2 separate regions of the Mus musculus genome follow, and region 2 is linked to region 1. A link is a contact called in public HiChIP or PLAC-seq data. All regions are on one chromosome and are shown on one strand. Each heading gives the region's core, a stretch centred on a gene start, on an enhancer-like site or on the middle of the called end of the contact. The rest is flanking DNA. Distances are from core to core; before and after follow the strand shown. Region 1 overlaps Gm35190 (a long non-coding RNA gene). Region 2 holds the start of Calml3 (calmodulin-like 3).

What was found. HiChIP or PLAC-seq counts read pairs in DNA pulled down with a chosen protein or histone mark.
Region 2: a contact with region 1 is called in an H3K4me3 HiChIP or PLAC-seq map of intestinal villus epithelium, with 8 read pairs. The contact joins the promoter of Calml3 here to the enhancer-like site in region 1. A contact is called at or near these places in 1 of 39 promoter capture datasets (neural stem cells), 2 of 484 Hi-C or Micro-C datasets (liver and macrophages), 5 of 115 datasets of contacts at active chromatin or transcription factors (embryonic stem cells, fibro-adipogenic progenitors, intestinal crypt epithelium and 1 more) and 3 of 9 other capture datasets (adipose tissue, embryonic stem cells and liver).

Annotation. Positions count from the first base shown.
Region 1 is chr13:3,745,645-3,749,857 of GRCm38.p6, reverse strand. All of the region lies in intron 3 of Gm35190 (a long non-coding RNA gene), which reads left to right. Among named protein-coding and RNA genes, the nearest start is that of Gm35190, 20 kb to the left of the region's middle. Within about 2 kb of position 2,382, at least 58 of the 459 cell types and tissues checked have an H3K27ac peak or open chromatin away from gene starts, as enhancers often do. A contact at or near this core is called in embryonic stem cells, intestinal crypt epithelium and intestinal villus epithelium, where this site is marked.
Region 2 is chr13:3,802,279-3,806,491 of GRCm38.p6, reverse strand. It overlaps Calml3 (calmodulin-like 3), which reads left to right and starts at 2,174. Exons shown (of 1, transcript NM_027416.3): 1 at 2,174-3,599. The coding sequence starts at 2,289. The coding sequence ends at 2,738.

The sequences.
Region 1 (4,213 bases), core at 1,133-3,632:
TCACATGGCAGCATCACACAGCTGGCTGGGCTTGGAGGAAAGGGTGTGTCCCCACTTTGAAGCCACTGGGGCATACTTCCTCCCACTACCACTGAGTGCCCTGGACAGGACACAGTGACACGAGACCAAGTTTGGCTCACCTCGATGTGTGTATCACATATAACAGAACCAGAAACACAGGCTAGAAGGAGTCCAGATCTGAGTGTGGCCTTCTAGGGTCTGCTTACAGCAGGTCATAAGGAGGCCTAGAGAGCTGTCTTAGAAGCACATCAACACACCCAGAGCCTTGAGCACTGCTTTCTTACCCCTAGCCTTGCCAATACCCTCACTTCTTGTTGATCCCTCAGATTTCTGCCTCACTTTTTATTTTTATTTTCCTGTGCTGAGAATTGAACCCAGGAATCTTGCACATGTCAGACAAACATCCTATCACTGCCCTGTATTTCCAGATTTTTTTTAGGTATTTGTTTACTCATTTCTTTAATTTTAAAGACAGTGTCTCACTTTGTAGTCCCAGCAGACCTTAAACTTGGGATTCTCCTCTATCAGTCTCTTCATTAGCTAAATTTATAAGCCTGTAACAGCACTAGGCCCAGCAACTGCCTTTACCTTTTAGAGGGCCCATGCCTAGCATCAGGCCTGGATCACAGCAAGTGTGTGGTAAGTATTCATCTGAGCTGAATTCTCCCTTTCAAGTGACCTCCAGGTTCTTCCATCTCTACCATTGCCCATTTGAACCAATTGAGGATTTGGCTCAAAGAGATACCAGTCCCTTCAATAACTGCACACAGATGCTGGGAAATGGCCCAGCTGGTGAAATGCCTGCCTCGGGGTCCATATGGAGAGCTTGGGAGGGGGAGTGGAAAGATGGTTCAAGAATTAAAAGCACCTGCAGAGAGAGTGCACGGCTTCCCTCACCACCGTAACTCCAACTCTAGGGATCTGACACTCTTCTGGCTTCAACACGCACGTGCACACATGTGCTACAAATACATTCACTTAACAACACACATATGCATAGATAAACATTTTTTAAATACTTGTTTATGTATGTATATAGATGTTTTGTTTGCTTGTGTGACTATGACAACATGTGGAGTCCAAAAGAGGACATCAATTCCCTGGAACTGGACACCTAACTATTTTCATTTATGTGGGTATTGGTTTGGTTTGTATATCCAGGTTGACTTAGTTGTCAGTTTTAATGCTCTGCCGTGATACCCATAGCTTCTATGTTCGAAGATTTGCAGTTGTGCATGTGTCCAAGGCTAAAAGAGCTAATGAGGCATCCGCCAGGCAAACTTTGACAAAGTACTCAACTTGAGTTCAAATTAACTGTTAAACAGGAAACAAAAACCACCTTGCAGAACAATTAGAAAGACTAAGGTTCCAAAATAAATCATGTAGTATACAGTTGTTGGTACACATTATTATTATTATTATTATGTACCAATTATGATTATAGTCTCAATTTAAGGGCAGCTTAGTGTTGGGACATGGGTGTCAAGTTTATGGTTTCTCATTATTGCAGAGCCACTGATTTCTATAGGCATAGAGAAGGGCTGAAGGACAGAAACAGAGCTCAGAGATGAAACAGGTCAGAGGGCTGTTTGTAGAACTCAATACATTGTTAAGAAAGCTCCATTTAGTAATAATGACATTGTTTCATTTTTGTTCATGAATTGGCACACATGTGTAACATACTTTGTTCATGGTCATAAATAGCATGTCTTTTGGGTGTGGGTGGAAGCATTCCAAACTTGAACAAAGGTCTGACCAGGCCCACTGCCAGGCCCCCAGTATAAAAACATGAATCCTGTGCTTCTAAGGTACAACCTTTGTTCTCATAGGAGGAGACAGATTATTGACACTCCTAGGTGTTAGAGTTGGACAGAGGATTCTGGGAGACAGCTGCAGCCCATAGACATCATAAATACAAATAAATCAAAATTTTTGTAGTGTTTAATTATTTGAGTAAATTAAGATTTAATACCAACTCGGTTTGAGTTTTGCAAAAACAGAAAAGTGAGCCTTCTACTGGCCATGGCTGGGATGCCAGTTCTGAAGGCCCGGTAGGGCCTAGATACGAACTAGAGTAGTCTTCCCAGACATTTACCACATGCCAGGCACACTTGATTCCATACTTTAAGACCTCTGTGGGAGATGCTTGAGAGAGGTGCGGGGGGGGGGGGGGGGGGTGTCTTGCAGATATACCAGGCATAGCAGTACAGGCCTGAAATGTCAGCATTTGAGAGTTTGAGACCTGTGACTGGTGAAGTTACGGCCAGCTTGGGCTACATAGCAAGCTCCAGGCCTGCCTGAGCTACATAGTAAGATCCCGTCTCAAAACTTAACAACAGAGTCTTAACAGATGGAACACTGAGGCCTGAACAGGCAGCGCAGGCAGCGGCGGGGAGGGGATGAATGTGAGTCTTGAGAGGGGTTCTATTGGTAGGCCTTTCTTCTTGCTTTAGGTTGCAAACTTGGTAAAGGCCAGCCAGGGGGCAGGGAGAGAGGAAGCCATATGATAAATACTGTCCTTTTATACAGTTAAGGTTTGGGTGGCATTCCTCCGGATTGGGATCAGAGAATCCAAACTCCATCTCCCGAGTTGATCCTATACTTCCTGAAATGTGACTTTAACAATGGAGGGAGGGGTTCTCCACACACAGCCAGCCCCAGCAGGCTGCATGAGCCAAAATCAGGGAGAAAAACCTGACAGCAAGGATTTTCTTACTGGAGGGTGCTTAATGGAAATCCAGGCAAAGTGACAAAGATCTCGTCAGGCATTCCGGGACACCCCAGCCCTCCACAGAACAGATCTGAGGGGATGTCTGTTCTCCTCGGAGCTCTGTCACCAGACTCATCTCTGCTTGTGTCATTGTCTGTCATGGCGCACACACAAACAGCTTCCTAGACTAGGATATCCCCAGACGCAAAGCCGCAGCTCCTCACAGCGCTGATGTTAGAAAGAGTTCCTCTTTGCTTTGTTGATTGGTGCCCCTGGGCTAGGACACATTTTTTCTAATTCCATTCATCCCCTCTAAGGACAAGTCCCAAAATGCTTCCTTATGTCTTTGCTTGGGAGCTCAGGGAGCGTTTACACAAGTGGCTTTGGATGCCCGCAGCGTCTGGAGCCGATTACTGTTGTGCGTTGCCTGCATTATAGCGTGAGGAATCTAAAGTTCAGAGAGATTAAATGCATTGCTGAGGACAAACACAATGACAGGCCACTGAGTCATTCAGTCTGCCTCATAAAAGTTATTTAAGCCACATAGAACCAAGATCCTGGTAGAAATTAAACACAAGAGAAACCGTGCAACATGCCAGGAAAGTGTAGCTAAGAAATACAGAGACTCGACCAAGTCTTCTATATAAGTAGGAGTAGTCTCTCCATTCAAGAAGTTTATGCTGGTTGGCTAGGATTTTCTAGAATGAGTGTAACAACTGAACAATCAGGGAAAGAAGGACTTATAGGCCATTAGACAGGTGAATATATATATACCTCACTGATTTTATATATATATATACACACATATACATATATATATATACACACACACCACTGATGGATATATATACCTCACTGACGATATATATATATATATCGGTGAGGTCAACTCTGCCTGGCTAGAGAAATTAGGTGTTTGATAGCTCATCCATAGAGAATCTGACACATGACAATGAACAGCTCAATCTGTAAAATACTTGCTTTGTAAGCATAAGGACCTTAGTTAGATCCCCAGAAGCCATATTTTTGAAAAGCTGGGCATAGTGGCACACACTTAATTCCAGTGCTTCGGAAGCAGGGATAGGCAGATCTCTAGGACTCAAAGGCCAGTCAGCCTAGCCTACTTGGTGAGTTCAAGCCAGTGAGAAAGCCTATATTGGAAAGAGAGAGAGACAACGACAGAGTGAGAGAGGAGGAGAAGGAAGAGGAGGAAGAGGAGGAAAAGAGAGGCAGTACCTAGGGAATGACAACCAAAATACTCTCTGATCTCCATATGCCCTTCTACACATACACACAAGTGGAACACTCAGGCACATAGACATACGCACAAATATTGAGAACTTGCCATGTGTTGAGATCTGAGTTCAGAGCACTGCATTCAGAATCTCATAAAGTCTTTACAAGAGCTCTAATGTATGGACTGGCTGCTGAAGGGCTTTGGTACCTCTGGTGACTCATCCATCAGTGCCGATGACATTGCTC
Region 2 (4,213 bases), core at 925-3,424, 57 kb before region 1:
TATGTGTGTGTGTAGTGTGTGTACCTGTGTGTGTGTGTGTACCTGTGTGTGTGTGTATGTGTGTGTACAACATAGCACACATGTAGAGAATAGAGAATATTGTGTGGGGCAGTTTTCTCCTTCCACAATGTAGGTTCTGGGGATCTGAACTTAGGCCATCTGGCTCTCCAGGCAGTGCCTGGCCACTGATCTGTCTCCCCCAAATTGTCTGTCTACTATTTCGATATTAGGATGAGCAACTAACACAGAAAATCAGTATCTGTAAGGGTGGCTGTGAGGAGAGAAGACAAACGCCAGCTTAGAAACAGAAATGGTAGCTCCTTATCGATGCCAAATCAATTTTATTTTATTCTATTTCACGTTCAGTCCTTTGCTATTAAGACAGAAAGAAAAAATTGTATCCTAGGTGTTCCTAGCCTGCACCTCTTTCCCATACCACCAAACATTTAGGAACGTGGAGAAGAGGAAAGTCGCTTCTAGCCACTAAAATGGAGTGTTTGTCCACTGTGTGCCTTCTAAGACACCCATAGCCTTACTTCCTCTACCCCACCCCTGGGTCCCCATAGCCACCCATGTCCACACCCTGCTCCCCTGGAGTTCATTTTACGGTGAGTGGAAGAAGTATGTTGCTTCCTTGCCTCTCCCACAGTGAACGCCTTCCTTCTTTCTTTTTCCCACACACTGAAGGCCTCAGCTTTGTGGGACCCTTTGAGCAGGAAGTAAATCAGCTGGCAGATAAGCAGCTCCTCTTCTCTCCTGAACAGGAACTCCCTCTAAACAACAAAAGCAGACTGCCATCTACTTGAATGAAGAAAGCGTTTGTACTAGTATTGTAAACGCTAACATGAAGGAAGGAGAGTCGGAGGGGGAACAATTGCAATCCACATGATAGTCTGGCATATTCTCTCTTTATAGCTGTAAGTCCTTATAAGTATAATATGTTTTCTAAGCATGGTCCTGCCCCAATCCTTGCCTATCCAGGAATCCCAAATGGGAATCAATTGAAGCTCTCTTCCTTAGGTCATTTCCCTAGCCTCCACTCCCACCCCCAAAACGAAGGAGCTGGGGTCCTTCTTGACTATGATGCCTCCTGGAGACTTTCTGCTCTGGCTCCATGCCACGCAGGGATCAAACAAAGGCTTGTGGAACACTTCCAACAGTACTGTGATCAGAGAGTGGAGTCCAGCAAGGTCTTTCCTGTCTGTTTTTCCCTCCTGGCTTCCCTCCATTCACTAGACAGCAGTCATATTGACTGCCTTTCTTCCTCTTAGCTCCACCATGTCCTCCCCTTCTCTAGGTCACTCCAAAGGGTCTTTCTGCAGAAGGGTTGTCCTTGGCCATAAACTACCACTATGGCCCACTGACTTTCATTTCCTTTGTAGCACACATCAAAACTATCCAGTGACCTCATTCCAGCTTCTCCGTTAAGTTTTGAACATGGAACTTGTGTCCATTCTGTATTCTTCTCAGCCTCCAACAATATTTGCATATATGGGGTGCTCAGTACATCACTGTGAGTGAGTAAATAATATGCAAACACTTTGGCAGAACTTCCTCTCCACTCAGGCATTCATTTCCAAGGACAAGATGACCCTATTTTTACCTGAAGAAAAACCCTCATTCCTATCTAAAAACTCAGGGAAATGACAAAGTTTAGAAATCAAAGACAAGGAGTACACAGGCAATTTCTACTTTTCACCTGCAGAAAACTTTAGCCCCGTGGAAGAAAGGGGTATGGTTATTATATTGAGAACAGAATAGAAGGCTGGTTTAGCATTAGGTGCAAAATGAAGAAAGCAAAAAGGAAAATGGAAAACTCAGAGCCAGAAGACCAGGTCAGGGTTTTTGTTGTTGTTGTTTGTTTGTTTTGGATTTGGTTTTTATTAAAAGGTTTTCCCTATACCTGGATGAAAGGTGTTGCGGTGACCGCTGCCGGCCCTGCTGGTGTTTGGCGAGAAAAGTTGCCTTTCACACACAAGTGCTGGCGTCAACTCAATTAGCAGGCCAGCCTGGTTGCTGCTCTTGGACTCTTGTCTAAACAGGATCTGGCCTTCAGGCAACCACAGGGGCGGGGGCGTCTACGCATGGCAGCCCAATCCTACCAGACCAACGATGGGGGAGGACCCTGCTCCTTCTTAAGCTCCAGCCAGTCAAGCCAGCCAGACAGCCGCCCCTTGCAGTCTCCACCTGTCTTCAGAGAGCAGAGGAGAAGAGCCCAGCCCACAGCTAGCGCTTGGAAGCCTAGACCAGACTGGCCACATCTGCCACATCACCCACGATCTGCTAGCATGGCCGACCAGCTGACTGAGGAGCAAATCGCCGAGTTCAAAGAGGCTTTCTCTCTGTTTGACAAGGATGGGGATGGCAGTATCACCACCCAAGAATTGGGCACTGTCATGCGGTCCCTGGGTCAGAACCCCACAGAGGCTGAGCTTCAAGGCATGGTGAATGAAATTGACAAAGATGGAAACGGCACCGTGGACTTCCCCGAGTTCCTGACAATGATGTCCAGGAAGATGAAAGACACTGACAGCGAGGAGGAGATCCGAGAGGCCTTCCGAGTGTTCGACAAGGATGGCAATGGCTTCGTCAGTGCAGCCGAGCTGAGGCACGTGATGACCAAGCTGGGGGAGAAGCTGAGCGATGAGGAAGTGGACGAAATGATACAGGCGGCAGATACAGATGGTGATGGGCAAGTGAACTATGAGGAGTTTGTCCACATGCTGGTGTCCAAATGAGGCTGTGCCACAGACTGGCACAGCCAGGTGCCCATGAGGCTTCTGGGCTACAAGCTAGGCTGGATAATAGCTGTCCTCCGGTTGGTGAGAATCTTACCCAGGTCTTAGATGTCTTTCCCTGTTTCCGTGGGGCTCTATGGACTGCATTCATAAGTCTGCCTTTCACTTTCTGCATCTTATTCTGGCAGCTTCACACCAGTTCTTTCCCCTTGACTGAGAATGCCTCCAGCTGAGACAGGCATCAACTCCTCCTAGCCCTCAAGAGCTGAAGCAGAATGTCCCATCTCTGCATGGATAATAAGCCAAAGGACCCAGGCTCCTATTTGTTTCCTTTCTTTCCTTTTCTTCTCCCCACCCCCATCGCCCTGTTTCCAACAGAAATGATCAACTCCAGGGCCTACTTCCAGCAGGAATCTCCATTTGTATTGGTGTGTGCGGTGTGTGTGGGGAGGGTGGGGTGGGGGCGTCACCTGCACGCAACGCTTTGCATCACGGTGGCCTGTGGCCATCAGTTTGTACATCATAGTACTTAGGCATCTTTGGCTGAAGACTGCGTCTGTTGGATTTGGAAAGCATCAGGGCGTGGGGATGATGGCGATGGTGAAGATTTGGATGATTGAGGTCAGGCTCTCTGGACAACAGCGCTTCCCCTCCACGGGACTTTGTCTATTCCTGTCTGTCTCCATCAAAGAAACCTCTGTGATCCTGGTTTTATGCTTGTTTGTTTGTTTGTTTGTTTGTTTTCTGAGCTTAGAGTAGAGCTGGGGGTCATTGTAACATGTTTGTATTCATCTCAAAGGAAAGAAATTTATATGCAAGAGAGGGGGAAGCTGCAGGGAAATAAATAAGTTAATAAGACACGACGTTCCTATTTCTTTTCTGCTTCTAATTAAACACTATTTCTTAAGTCTAGAAGATTAACCAGTCAGCAACCTCCGTTTTGTTTGTTTGTTTGTTTTGAATGCACGTTTTTTTTTTTTTTTTTTTGATGTGGACTCTAGAGTGGGACTCATCAAAACGCCCATCTTCCTTGGCTCCACCTCCCCGTTACCTCAGTGTTTCCTCCTTTGTAAAATGGTGAGGGTGGGCTAGCTCTGCTGTGAGTGGGACAGCCTTGGCTTGCAATCCAGCCCTTCTATCATCTCCATGGCCGCGCCTCTTCGTGATACCAGGACCCACACACCATCCTGGCTAAGTGAGAGGTACTTACTCTGTATAGGAACTTGCTGCCACCCTGTAGGGTAGCCACTATTCCTTGCTTCCTGTCTTACAACTGAGGAACCTGAGTGCATGCTCTAGGCTTGATCTTCCTCTTGGCTGAGCATGACCCCTTTGCCTTCACTGTGACAGTAATGGTGGCCTTTCTCCACATTGGCGAGGATTTTAAGAATGGTATTTCTTTTTCTTTTCTTTCTTTCTTTTTTTTTTCAATACTGGTGAATGAACCCAGGGCCTTATACATACTCAGGAAGCAC